Regions from separate parts of the Anas platyrhynchos genome. Here region 1 is linked to region 2. A link is a contact called in public Hi-C data. All regions are on one chromosome and are shown on one strand. The core of a region is the stretch at or near the end of the contact, and the rest is flanking DNA. Distances in the headings are between cores, read along the strand shown. Region 1 has its middle 84 kb from the start of TRIB1. Region 2 overlaps LOC110352457 (a long non-coding RNA gene).

Evidence for each region. Hi-C and Micro-C count contacts between places; a contact is called where the count stands out from the background.
Region 1: a Hi-C map of subcutaneous adipose tissue shows a contact between it and region 2, with 3 times the contacts expected there. The contact joins two enhancer-like sites. A contact is called at or near these places in 7 of 8 Hi-C or Micro-C datasets (F1 follicle, F5 follicle, liver and 3 more).

What each region holds. Positions count from the first base shown.
Region 1 is chr2:11,126,577-11,132,828 of IASCAAS_PekinDuck_T2T, forward strand. No RefSeq gene overlaps it. Among named protein-coding and RNA genes, the nearest start is that of TRIB1, 84 kb to the right of the region's middle. Within about 2 kb of position 4,870, at least 2 of the 8 cell types and tissues checked have an H3K27ac peak or open chromatin away from gene starts, as enhancers often do.
Region 2 is chr2:10,699,768-10,705,822 of IASCAAS_PekinDuck_T2T, forward strand. All of the region lies in intron 1 of LOC110352457 (a long non-coding RNA gene), which reads right to left. Among named protein-coding and RNA genes, the nearest start is that of LRATD2, 68 kb to the right of the region's middle. Within about 2 kb of position 4,209, at least 1 of the 8 cell types and tissues checked has an H3K27ac peak or open chromatin away from gene starts, as enhancers often do.

The DNA.
Region 1 (6,252 bases), core at 3,620-6,119, 430 kb after region 2:
GAAATTCTAGGGCTTGTTTTATAGATGCTGCAAAGCTAAACACCCTTTAGATTATGTAGGAAGAGTGATAAACCTTGGTCAGATGGGACTATAAGGTCATTCTGGTAGGTTTTCAGTGTACCGGAAGGAAGATCATTTGGAGTTTTAGACAAAGATCTTGTTACTTGCAATATACAGCAGGAGGGACATTTAGCATTTAATTTCCCTAACTACACTGCCTCTGCTAATGTCTGAATGGGGATTAGGTGATTTGCCTGACAGCTTCATGTCTTCCTGTGCTTCACAAGATCAGATCCAATTAATAGGATCATCCTTATAGAGAAATATAAAAACATTTCACATTGACAATCATAGTATATTATGGGACAAGTCCCTGTAGATTCTGAGGGTCTCCCACTTTGGTGGTATTAATGGGAATAAAAGGTGGGCCCATTCAAGGAGTCAGCATTTGGCTTTTGATCACATACAGCTCTCCATATTGATGGTGACTTCTGCTCCCCCATTAGTACATCCTACAGAAATGTTCATCATGGACTGGGCCAGGTCTTGGAGTGGTTCCTTAGAAGTTTACCTGCATTTTTGTGCAACATCAGTAATTTATTATAGCAACAGATAGGACTGTTAACGCCAGACTCTGCAGTATCTTTATGTAGAAACACATACTGGCTGTAGAAAAATAAATAAAATAATAAATTAATTTAAAAAAAATAAAGTGAAAAGCTTGTGTTCACAGATATGAAGGAATTTTGCCCAATTTTGAACTCACTCAAGACATTGCGAACTGGATCAGAGCTCAGAGTGCCACAGTCCTGGCCTCTCGCCAGCTCCCTGGCCAGTGCTGATAGCAGCAGGCTTCTGCCACTGCCGGCAGAAACCCTAAAGTGGTTCAAGCCTGTGTCTCTTGGCTTGGGAAAGGACATTTTGCAGAACAGCCAGGAAAGCTGAAAGAGAAAATCTGTAGATAACTGCATACTACCTTGGTCTTGCATGGAAAGAAGAGCAGATGCTCAGTTCTGCTCCTGTTTCTGGGTGGTTGTGCTCTGTCAGGAGAGTATATGTGCATGTATACATAATACCAAGCTTTGCTGTGCCTTCCTCTCACTGAAGGAAGGGCCAGATCACCCAACCAGCCCCTCGACACCCTCCTGTCCAAGTGATGCCACCCTTCTCTTGATGGATGAAGATCTGGGGGTCCATTCTGCCTATTTTCTGTGCTCCAATCCTATTCTGAAGTGAGCTGCTTTAGAGATCCATTCCTTATATCTACCACTGCATCAAAATAGAAATGCACGTCTTCTTCCATCTGCCATGTAATCTTCCTATAACACCCATCCATTCCTTGGCTGGTTGCAGCTAAATTCCTTATGTGGAAACCATCTCAGAGAACGATCATGTCTTCAGGCAGTCAGTCTAAAAATAAAAATCCAAAGATGAGGGATTTCACATGAGGTGCAATGCAATGATTTCAGTCAGCAGATCAGAAGAAAAAAGCACAAGGGCTTGAGCTGATCAGTGGCTTTGGGAAGGGTGAAAATACTGATCAGAAAGCTGAAAGGCAAACACATACTTCTTTGCTACCTTCTACACTCAAGGTGCAGAACACGTGAAAAATCCACCATTACAAATCCACCATACAAAGTGTGATCTGCTGCTGCTGATGTTGAGCTCCTGTGTATTGCTATACTACTTAGAGCTGGATTACTTTTGCTGCAGTTAAAAATACAGTCTATCTGTTCTTCATTTCTTTAATGTTACTGTTATTCAGCCTTTCTTTACAATTGTTTCCTAAAATCTTTATGCAGGCTTGGTGGTTGTTTAAAAAATACAAAATTTATTGTAATTGTTCTTTTTTTTTTTTTTTTTTTTCCCTAGAGTGTTTCAGCCTTTCACACTGTAATTAGGATAACAGTCTCAAGGGCACATGATTTTGGGGAAAGATCCTTATTTAGTGCTGGAAACCTTTGACCTCAAGCATCATGGCTCATCTGATCCAGAGATGTGAGAATATCTGTTATGAAGCAAACATCAGGAGCCACAGGGAATGTGGTGCTGAGAATGGGACATTACTGTTTCTAGACCAGCAGACCAGAAAAACTTCCAAGAGGCATTTCCTCTTCCCCAAGATTGGTGTTTTATGGTTTTCACTCTCACATCAGAAACCCCACCTTCACATCTACCTGAGGACTCAGAGCAGCTGAATTCCCCAAAGGAAGCCCAGTAGTCTTTTTTATCTGCTGGACCATTTAGAGATGATTTCCTTTTTTCTCTCCAAAGTTTGAATTTCTCTAGTTTCATGACACTGTATCTCATTGCCCACTGGATAAGAAGTTCTGACTTCTTGACTATTCCCCCTGCACGTACTGCATAGTTAGATTGAAAAGACATTTACCACAACTAAGCCTTGTTTTTCTCTTCATTGCAGCCTTCCCATGGAGTTATTCAAGGCTGGTGTTTGTTGGTTTTTTTTGTTTTGTTTCGTTTTGTTTTGTTGTTTTGTTTGTTTGTTGTTGCTCTTGTTTGTACTGCTGCAGCCACAAAACTGTAGGGGATGCTAATAAAGCCATAGCGTTGTATTTAAAGGCAGAGTTTTGCTCATCCTAGAAAATTCCTGTAGCTTCATATTGCGACCTTTTGCAAATCCTCTCCTCCATGCTGGTCTATTGAAATAGACGTATTTCCAAATGCATGGCATTTGAAAACCAAGAACTCTACATATGCTGTAATTATGCTTAGTTTGTCAAGGTCTGTGCTAGTCTTAGAAACGCTTGCAGTTGGCCTCACTCTGGCACATCCTATACAGCAACATCAATTTCTAAGGAATTAATGTACTAAATATATTTTCTTACTACTCTGCATAGGCACGTGAGTGAAAAATTCCCTAATGAACCATCCTAATACTTTCCCTGGGCTGTTCAGAGCAGAGCTTTTCCTCTGTGTGTGCAGTGCACCAGCCCGATGCATACAGAAAGGAGAATTGTAGTCCCACAGTGGGCACTGGCCAAAAAAAATGAGTCCTTGCAATTTTGCCAAGCTACACCAACAAGCCTTCTTCATTCTCTCACGAGCAATAGGACTAAAAGGATTTATCTGTTTACCAACTACAGGTATGAATTCCTTTTAAAAGCCTGGTTCTACTCTAGGGAAAAAGAAAAGTTAATTCTTTCCTTGCTTATCTTTTGCATAAGCCTTTGTGTTAATCTCCTCTTGCTATTTTTTATTTGTCGGGTCCCTTGAGGCAGTTTCTATATACATCTTGCACACTACTAAGCACATCACAGCTTAAACACAAAGGTTTCCCATTTACCAGTAATGTTGGTAATTCTTCTTATAAGTACCAGAAATATTGTGTCCTTTGACATTTCAGTGATGCATTAACCTGTTGTCTGGAATATAAATGTGAGTCGAGAACTGCTTTCGCAACAGAGTAGATTAAGATTTTCTTGGAGAAGTGGCTCAACATTTCTGTTTCCAGCTTTTCCACTGGACAGGCAGAACTGGCATCATTGCACATCTCTGAATGAGAAGAGTACTTCAGCGTGAACATCACCTTATAGAAATGATTGCAACAATGTCCAGTAAAAGTCCTGTAATGGCTTCTAATAGTTGACCTTAAGGTAACTGTTGCTTCTGCTAAGCAGGACACAGTGGAAGGACGTCTCATGCTGATCTGAACTGTACCAACCTCACTAAACAGACCCATTTAAACAGAAGACTGATAGTGTATTAGTTTAATTTTTATGAAGATTGTACATTTACAAGAAAGAAAAAAATATGGCTGTAAAGGTGCATGTTCAAATTTTTATTTTTTAAACCTATTTACAGAAAAGGCAAACGGGATTTTTGGACTGATTTCAGATCTCTGCTGTAGGACACATCCTGTGGATAAACCTTAGTCCTTCCACAGTAGAGCTCTACCTCAGATTACACGAACTACATCCTGGAGAAGGTTGTTGCTCTCCACTGATTATGTAGGCTCCTGTCCTAGAGACCCCTGAATCAGATGTGGATAGCTAGGCAGTATCTCCTCACTTGCCTCCCCAAAATCATTTCTTTATTTGAAAAAGAACAAAGAATGCAGATGTAGTTGTAGCTCTGATGTGGTATCTGCAGTCTGAATTAACTTTTCTCATTAAAATCTTTAATTTAAGCAAACAATAAACCAGGTCTTCCAACACATCATCATAAATTCTCTTCTGGAAAAGTTAAACTCTCCTCTGCTTGAATACTTCATTCCCCAAATAGTGAGCTTTATTAAAAAAGTGGTGAGTCAGGTTCACACTCTGACTTTAGCTATATGCTTTCTCTTAAATTAATGGGGAGCCATTCTCTGTAGTCACATGCTTTCAAAGTGCTCTTTCAATGATAGCGATATGTCTTGAGGGGGGTAGTTAATAGACCTGATGCGTTTGAAGAAGTTAATCAAAAAGGAGTACGTTACTTCTTTTTGCAGCAGGCGGCTCGGTAGCATCAGGTGCTCTGTAATCCCATATTGTCTGATGCATGTGAGGCATGTAACAGCAAAGCAATGCTAAGGGAGGTTCAGTTTTGCCCAAATCGCAATTCACCACTACCTTATAGGCACATTTCAAAAGCTTTCTGCATCTAGGTCTCAATTATAAATTAAATACGGTTATGGGAGGATGAAGGGGAGTTTGAAGCTTCCCATTTAAATAGCCTTTGCAGGTAAGATAATTCAGGCTCCCTTTTATACAGCGCAGCTGTATGTAATCTCCAGTCAATAAGCTGAGCAAACGGCATCTGCTCGCAATAAAGCAACCAGCAACAGCCACAGCAACTGATAAAGAAGCAGCAACATGTCCTAGCAGGGACTGCCCTTTTCCACAACCGCCTCCGGGGCCAGGCTTATGTAGGGGAGACCACACACACAGAAGGGAGGTACCGTGTTCCCTGTGGCTCCGGGGCTCCCACTCCTCCCAGCATCACCAGCTTGGCAACTGGCACCCGGGGAAACCAGCCCGGGGTGCAGGAGGTGGCAGCAAGCTCTGCTCTTGGAGGAGTCAGGCACGGGTGACAGCACTGGGCTGCTGCCTGCAGCACTGGGCGGATGACACCTCCCTGGGACCACAGCTTCTGCTCCTCCACGGCCCTTTCCCACCATGCACAAGACGCATTTCTTCAATTCAACCCCCTGGGCTTCTTTTCTGCCCCTTGTCAATGACCACTCCCCCTTTTCTCATTCTTTTATTCATTTTTTCTTATTTAATTTACTTATTACAGGACTCAGCAGACCTAAAGCTCCCTCACCATTATATGAAGAACAAAAAGCCAACCAGCCATGGCATTTGTCTCAGCTGGTTCCCATTCCTCTTCATGACCCCTCCAAGACAGGACTTTGCTGTCACACTGCCTTGGCACAGAAAGGTCACAGATATTTGCCATCAGCATCATACAGATGACAAAGATGCAACCTGACAATGCCTTTTCCATGTCTCCCACCTTTATGCATCTCTTTAAAAAAAAAAAAAAAAAAAAAAAAAAACTTTAGGTAACTGAACAGGTATACAGACAAATGTACAGAGATCTCATCCATGGGATGAAGTGCCAATAACCCTGGTGCTCTGCACCACCAAGCAGCTAAGCACACAAACCTACAGTGAGGCTGGTGTCTTCTTGTGCCAATTCAACATCAGGTGCTGACTCCACCATCACACTTTCTCAGCCACTTGTGCTTGCGGTTACGAGTGTTAATCAGCAGTAAGGATCCAGCCCAGTGCTTGGTTCCCAAGCAAAAGTCACAGCAAAGCTGGAGGAGGCAGCATCAGCCCCCCGGGAGTTTCAAAAACAGCGCCCTTCATTAACTTCTCAGCAGCTGCGGTTTTTAGAGGAGAAAAATCATCTCTTTCAACATCACGGTTGAAAAAAAAAATAGTGAAACACATCGACTTTGAAGTGGTGGGGAAGTACCATTACCCATTCACAGACAGCAGTCTGGCATTCATTACGTGCGATAGGGAGGCTGCGTGCGGCACTGCATGTAAGGACACAGTTCCTGCCGAGAGCAGGGAGGGCACACGCCATGCTCGCAGGCCACGCCAGGCACTTCTCACACGCTGCTGGTGGCACCTGTTGACCCCGCTCTGGGAGCATGGGACTCTTCCCTCTTGGGTCTTTCTTCTTCCTGGGGCACCTCGTTGGCTGGAAGTTCATTGCATGGGCTTGGGGATGGTCATCCAGCCTTGGCTTTCTCTGTTCAGCCTCTTAAGAGTAAACGTTTGTTCCCAACTCCTATCC
Region 2 (6,055 bases), core at 2,959-5,458:
CTTTTACCCTAAGCTGGTGCTATTTTCTCCAACAGCTGTCTAAATATCAGGGCTTTATACACACACACACACACAGATATATATAACAATATATTTATATATTTAGAGCTTTTATAAAATAGAAGCACTTGGAACAATACAGGTAGCTGCAAGTTTCCATGTGGCTTCTATGCTCTGGCTGAACAGAAGCTAACTGCAAAAGGATGCATTTTGTTCACTTGCCTTGTGTTTCAGTTAATGAGCCCTGGAAGAACAGCAGAAGAATCACAAGATTCTGAGTGTCTGGATGGTAACATAACAGATAGCTTTGATAAATCCAACTCAATAAACACAAATAAAAACAAACACAACTGTATCTAAATACAGCGATGGCCTCTAAATCAGATTTCAACACGCAGTGAAATGATCTCGCAATGACTGTGTAGTGATTGTTCATGCAGTGACTCTGGAAGAGGCAAATTGAATCACTGAAGAAAGAGTAGATTAAACAAAACATCATTATGATATTATGTTCAAATCCTATAATGTGTCTAGAGCTGTCTGTGTCTCTGGCAATCACAGCTTAAAAACAGACTGTGGAACTAGAAAGCACTCAAAGAAGCGTGACAGGGATGAGCAACAACATAGAATAGTTTCCATACAAGAAACAAGTAAATAGACAAAGGTGAACAGAATCATAGAAGGGAGAGTTCAGAGAGACTATCCACTGTTTTTCATAGCACAAGACCCAGGGGCACCAAATGTTTTTAAGCTGTGGGTTTGAAAATGAAGTTCTGCCTTTTCTCACCAACCTCTCCCTTCCCCCTACACACAGTTAAATGTTGAAGTATTGTTACAGGATTTTGTGGGCTAAGGATGAGCTGGACCCATGTTTGAAGGCTGGATCCATCAGTCCAGCAGGGAAGCAGGATGGACCTCAAGTTCAGGGATTCTCTATTATTCACTTAGGTCCATGGTTTAGTGGGTGATATTGGTAGTAGGGTGATTGTTGGACCACATGGTCTTGGAGCGCTTTTCCAAACCTAATGATTTGATGATTCATGGCTAGAAGCTGGGTGGAGGAAAATAGGAACTGTTCATGGAAGCAGTGGAAAGGACAGGTAGACAGAAGTTTGACTGAGAAAGATCTACAGCTCTGCAGATCTTCAAAATCTTCGATCATTCTCTGCCTTAGCACTGCTGAACACGAGAGAGTGTGACCTGTGACCGAAGTGATATTGAAGGAAGGTCTTTCTAGTGGCTTGAACAGATCTTTCACTCTTTTCCTGAAAATCCCAAGAAACTTACAAAGCAGATAGAGGTGGTTCTTATTTTAGCAGTTACCAATACAATAGAAGTGTGGTGTTGCTCAAAATGTTCTGTGTCAAAGATTCAAGTATTAACACAAGTATTAATTAAAAGCTATGAGATGTCAATTCTCCTCACCTGTCATCCAAATACCGTTATTTTCTTCTCAGTTGTCTTTAAATTTTGCTTAGTGACTTCTCTTCGCTTTTTGTCTGCCCCTTAGAAAGACCACCAGTTTGGATGTGAGGGTATCAAGAGCTGGCAGATACATTGTTCTTGTCAGTTCATTTCAGAGGAAATTCTCCTTCATCGTCAAAATACTTACCTCATTATCATTTGAATTCATCCTGTTTTTGCATTCAACCATGAATTCTTTGTATGCCATCTACTAAAAAGATTTTGAAACCTGCTGCTTTTCTCCCCTCAGAGGTGATCACACACTCCGATCACATTTCTTGCAGCAGTACTATGCAGTACACGTGATGAACCATGGACAGAAAACTCCACGAAGGGCAGCATCACTCCCTTCCTCTTGCCTCCACATCAGTTAATGTGTTCCCCTGACTGACACGTTTAGAAAGATGCACTATGGGGCTCGCAATATCCTTTTGGATAAAGGATAAGCAAATAGAGCTCTCCAAGCCTGTCAATAAAAGTATCACTCTTCAGCCTTTGAATAGATAACATATATAGTTCTCTACTATCTCTTCTCACTTAACATCCTTTTTAAAACCTGGGGAATTGAATTGTATATATGATTCCTGTAGTACCACAAAAGGTGCCAGAGGCAAAAATCTCTACTATAACACTAGTATTTTTACTAGACTACCACACCAAGACTTCATACCTGATTTCTTGCCCAGTACTCCCTTCTTCCTTCTCATTTTATTTTTCCAGAGTGCCTGTGATTGAGGAGACAGTCCCTGCTCAGTAAGTCTGACCCAAATATCCTTCTCCTAAACGACACAACTACTGTGAAAGCCAATTACTGCACAGTGGGTTCTTCAGATCTATATCTTCCCAAAATTCAATATAGGTGCTGGAAAGTATATCAGAAAATAGATTAATAATGGACAGTCTGAGTCTTGGTGTGCTTCCCTGGGATTTACGCTTAACCTCTGACTCAGTTAAAGGCTGTGGAGGGACCATACACAAAAGAGGTGCTTTAATTCCTTTCCCATGCAAATTAAATCCCAAATGGATATCCAGTATCTGCAGGCACCACAAATTACAACTCAGGGAGTCAGAGACAGAAGCCTCAGTGAAGTTCCTGGTGTCTGGGCATTGCAGCCTCCTAAGGGGGTCACTCAGGGGAAAATATGACGGAGGTGACTGGAAGCAGAAATAAGGGAGAGATGTTGCCCTTGAGAAAGCCTTCTATCCACATCCCAGCACTTTTATTAAAGAGCACCACTGCTGCAGAGAGAAAGAGAGGTTAAGCTGTTAGAGCAGAGAAAAGCTTCGTTACAGTTCCACACCCTCAGGCATGCGAAAACCAATCTGCACCTTCCAGAGTTAGGCCCATAAAGATGGGAGGAAAATACATGTGAAGCAGTGAGCTATTAGAAGACCAGATAAATAGTTCAAACAGAGTTATTTATTGGTGTGGTTGGATATATTCCTGCAGTATGGTTACATATCTCCTCCTTGCTATTATGTACCTGTGCAAGTGGTTAGTATTTTGGAAGCAAAAATCCCTGCATGGCTCTACAATAGAAGGTCAGGATGCTTTTCTTTCAGGGTCTCTGCTTAAAGGCTCTTTTACGCTACAGAGTCTGAAAAAGAGGAACAGCTGCCTTACTCTGCTTTGAAGATGCGTCTGGATCCATCACATAGAAGTGCCTTACTAATATATTTGACAAAGACTTGTGTTTGGAGGTTCATTAAAACCCCCAGTAAAAAAGAGTTTGGGATTGTGAAGACAAGGAAAATAATAATAATAATAATAATAATAATAATAATAATAATAATAATAATAATAATAATAATAATAGGAATAAGGCAAGGAGCCCAGAGCCTTATCTTTGCATAGACAATTAATGCATAACCTGAAAAACTCCTCAAAGACCAGAGTAGGCTGGGTCCTCATCCCCCTGCAGTTACTAACCACAAAAGAAAAGCAACAGAAAAATGTGTTGCAGAAACTGTCTATAAAGTCTGTTTCTTGTTCCCCTCTGGAAAGTCCTACAGACCGCAGTAAGGATGATAACAGTATTTGTCAAAATCAGAATAAGGAATGCGATCCCTCTCACTAAGCAAAAAGAGCGCTCAGCCTTCTGCATAGGGGAAATCCCTTTCCCCCTACAGAAAGGGATATTTCAAGGTGCTGCTTCCCACCCAACCCTAATAAAAGTGGAAACCTCCCCGACCTTTCCCAGATATCTCTGGAACTCAAAATGAATTAGAAACTCTACAGGAAAACCATAACAAAACAATATCACCATGCAGTATTTGCCTCTAAAGCACATATTAAGGAAGTATTTTCAAAGAATGCTATTGCTGCCTTGAAAAAGAATACCCCAAGCTGTTCCCAGCAATGCAGACAATCTCTTTACTCAGTCCCAGCCATTCCAGAACCTATTACAAGGATGTCCAGAGAGGTTAAAATGCTGAAGGACTACATCACCTGACGGTGCATGAGTACCTCCTTCTGTGCCTGGCTTTACTTCAGGCCTGGGGACCAGAGGTTGGAAAAGCATGGATTTTCTGTCTCACTGTTCACAGACATACCCAGTAAATGTTCACATTATAGCAGTGTTGGAAACTGCTGACAACACATTAAATAATAGTGGCCAAGTGCTTTAGGATCTTCTGTTACCACAGTAACTAAATATCTCCCAAGTTTTGAAACATCGGCCCAAGTTCCTCCCAACTATTCCATAATAGTTTATTTTTTCCTGGCAACGACCACATGGTGGTGGTGTATCACCGTGAGTTGTGTTCAGGCCTGACTCCCAGGAACTGAAGAGTTGGTTAAAGGAGCTGGATATTTACGGCACAGCACATTTACAAGGATGCTTGTAGAATGAACCCTTTAAACCCACTTTACCTTTGAAATTATACTTATTTCTTAGCTGCCTTGCTTGCAGGGCTGTGTGGTTTTCCAATCAGGAATCTCCCGGAGTATTTTGAACAACATAGGCATCACTCAGAAGTCCAAGTGCAGAAGTATTTGAAGTTACATGCCATTTATGTGTCAATCTGGTTCATCTCAACCTGTATTTTTTTATTTTTATTTTTTTAATTAATCCTGTGATACTCTATCCACTTCCCAGAAAAAGTGTTTCTGAGATCTCTATTAGAGTCAAGCAAGGTTGAATGGTCATTGTTCTGAATTTGTTCTTAAAACTCTTCTTCCACGAAGTTTTTCAGCCACCCTTCACCAAAGACAGGTGCTAAAAAGAATGTGTACTGCATTGTCATTGTGCTTTTCAGCCCATTCACAATATAGGCCTTAAATTAGCTGCTGTATGTCCTTGACTGAATGTAGACAGTGACAGCCTGATCTAATACTCAGTGAAGTCAATGGGAGCCTTTCAGTTTTCCCTCATTTGGCCCTGAATCAAGTTCAAAGTTGTCTGGTTCAGGAACCAGATCTTCTGTGTTTGTACAGAGATGATTATTCTCCAGTATGGATGTAGGTTACAAAAAATCCATTAGGACTTTTGGCACAAAAGAAACTATACGTAACAAAGACAGCATGTCTCAAACCAAGAGAGATTAGCTCCCGTTTAATTGGTTTGAAACAAGGGCACATCATCAACAGGGACAGGAGAACTGGTTTGGACTTAATGAGAAATGCATCATTTCCCACTCGCAAACTTTTACTGCAAACTCACCCTGAACTTTTTGAGTCAAAACTATTTTAATGACCCTTTTCTTTGCATTGTCATAGGCCTTTCTATCTTAATGTTTTGTCAGGGATCAGAGAAATTTATACCACCACTGCAAGAGGGCTCTTTTTGCCAAGGGAGTCAGTACATACAGGAAATATCAGATATGTCATTAAATATTGTATTCCTATATAATTTCTTGACCAAATGTACACAGGCTCTGACAGTTCAGATTGGCCACTCAACATTCTGACCAAAAAAATCCTTCTGTGCATTGCAAGTGTAGTGTGCTTGGCATCACAACCCTCTTTTGGTAAAGGCAAGTAACAGCATGCCTTCTTAAAATCTTTGGAACTTGAGAAAATATTAACCCACATCCACCTATTTCAAGCATTTATTAGATAATTTAGGTCCTTGTGAAGATGCTACTTACCCAGGAATAACTGAAAATCCCCAGATTTTTCTTTTTTTTCTTGCTGCTGAATATTCGTGGATCCACCCAAGTCCCCCTAATACAAAGGACTTGGATATCTACTTCCTTTTTCCTGACTTTGGGGCCAGCTCCACCAGTGTTTAAAAAAAAAAAAACAAAAAAACACAAAACTTATTGGATCAGCCCTCTCTGGAAGGCGAAGTCTGGAAGCCCTCCTCTTGAAGCTGGAGCTTAATGAGCTAGAGTTCTTACTGAGCTCTGGTATCTTCAGGTTTGTTCACCTGCTTTGAAGCAGGTCTTCAATCAGTCTTCCAATGCTTAGAGCAGATGCTGAACCTGGCCACTAGAACAGTTTGAGGAGGTCTTCCCTGTTAAAATTTTCTTATCCAAATTCTCTAAATAGTCAGGAAAAATAACGTTTGAAATATCTATAGATATTTCTGTGGCTATTTTCCCAAAAATACAAAGAGCAAGTGGGTTATTTGGTATGGTTAGAAAGGAT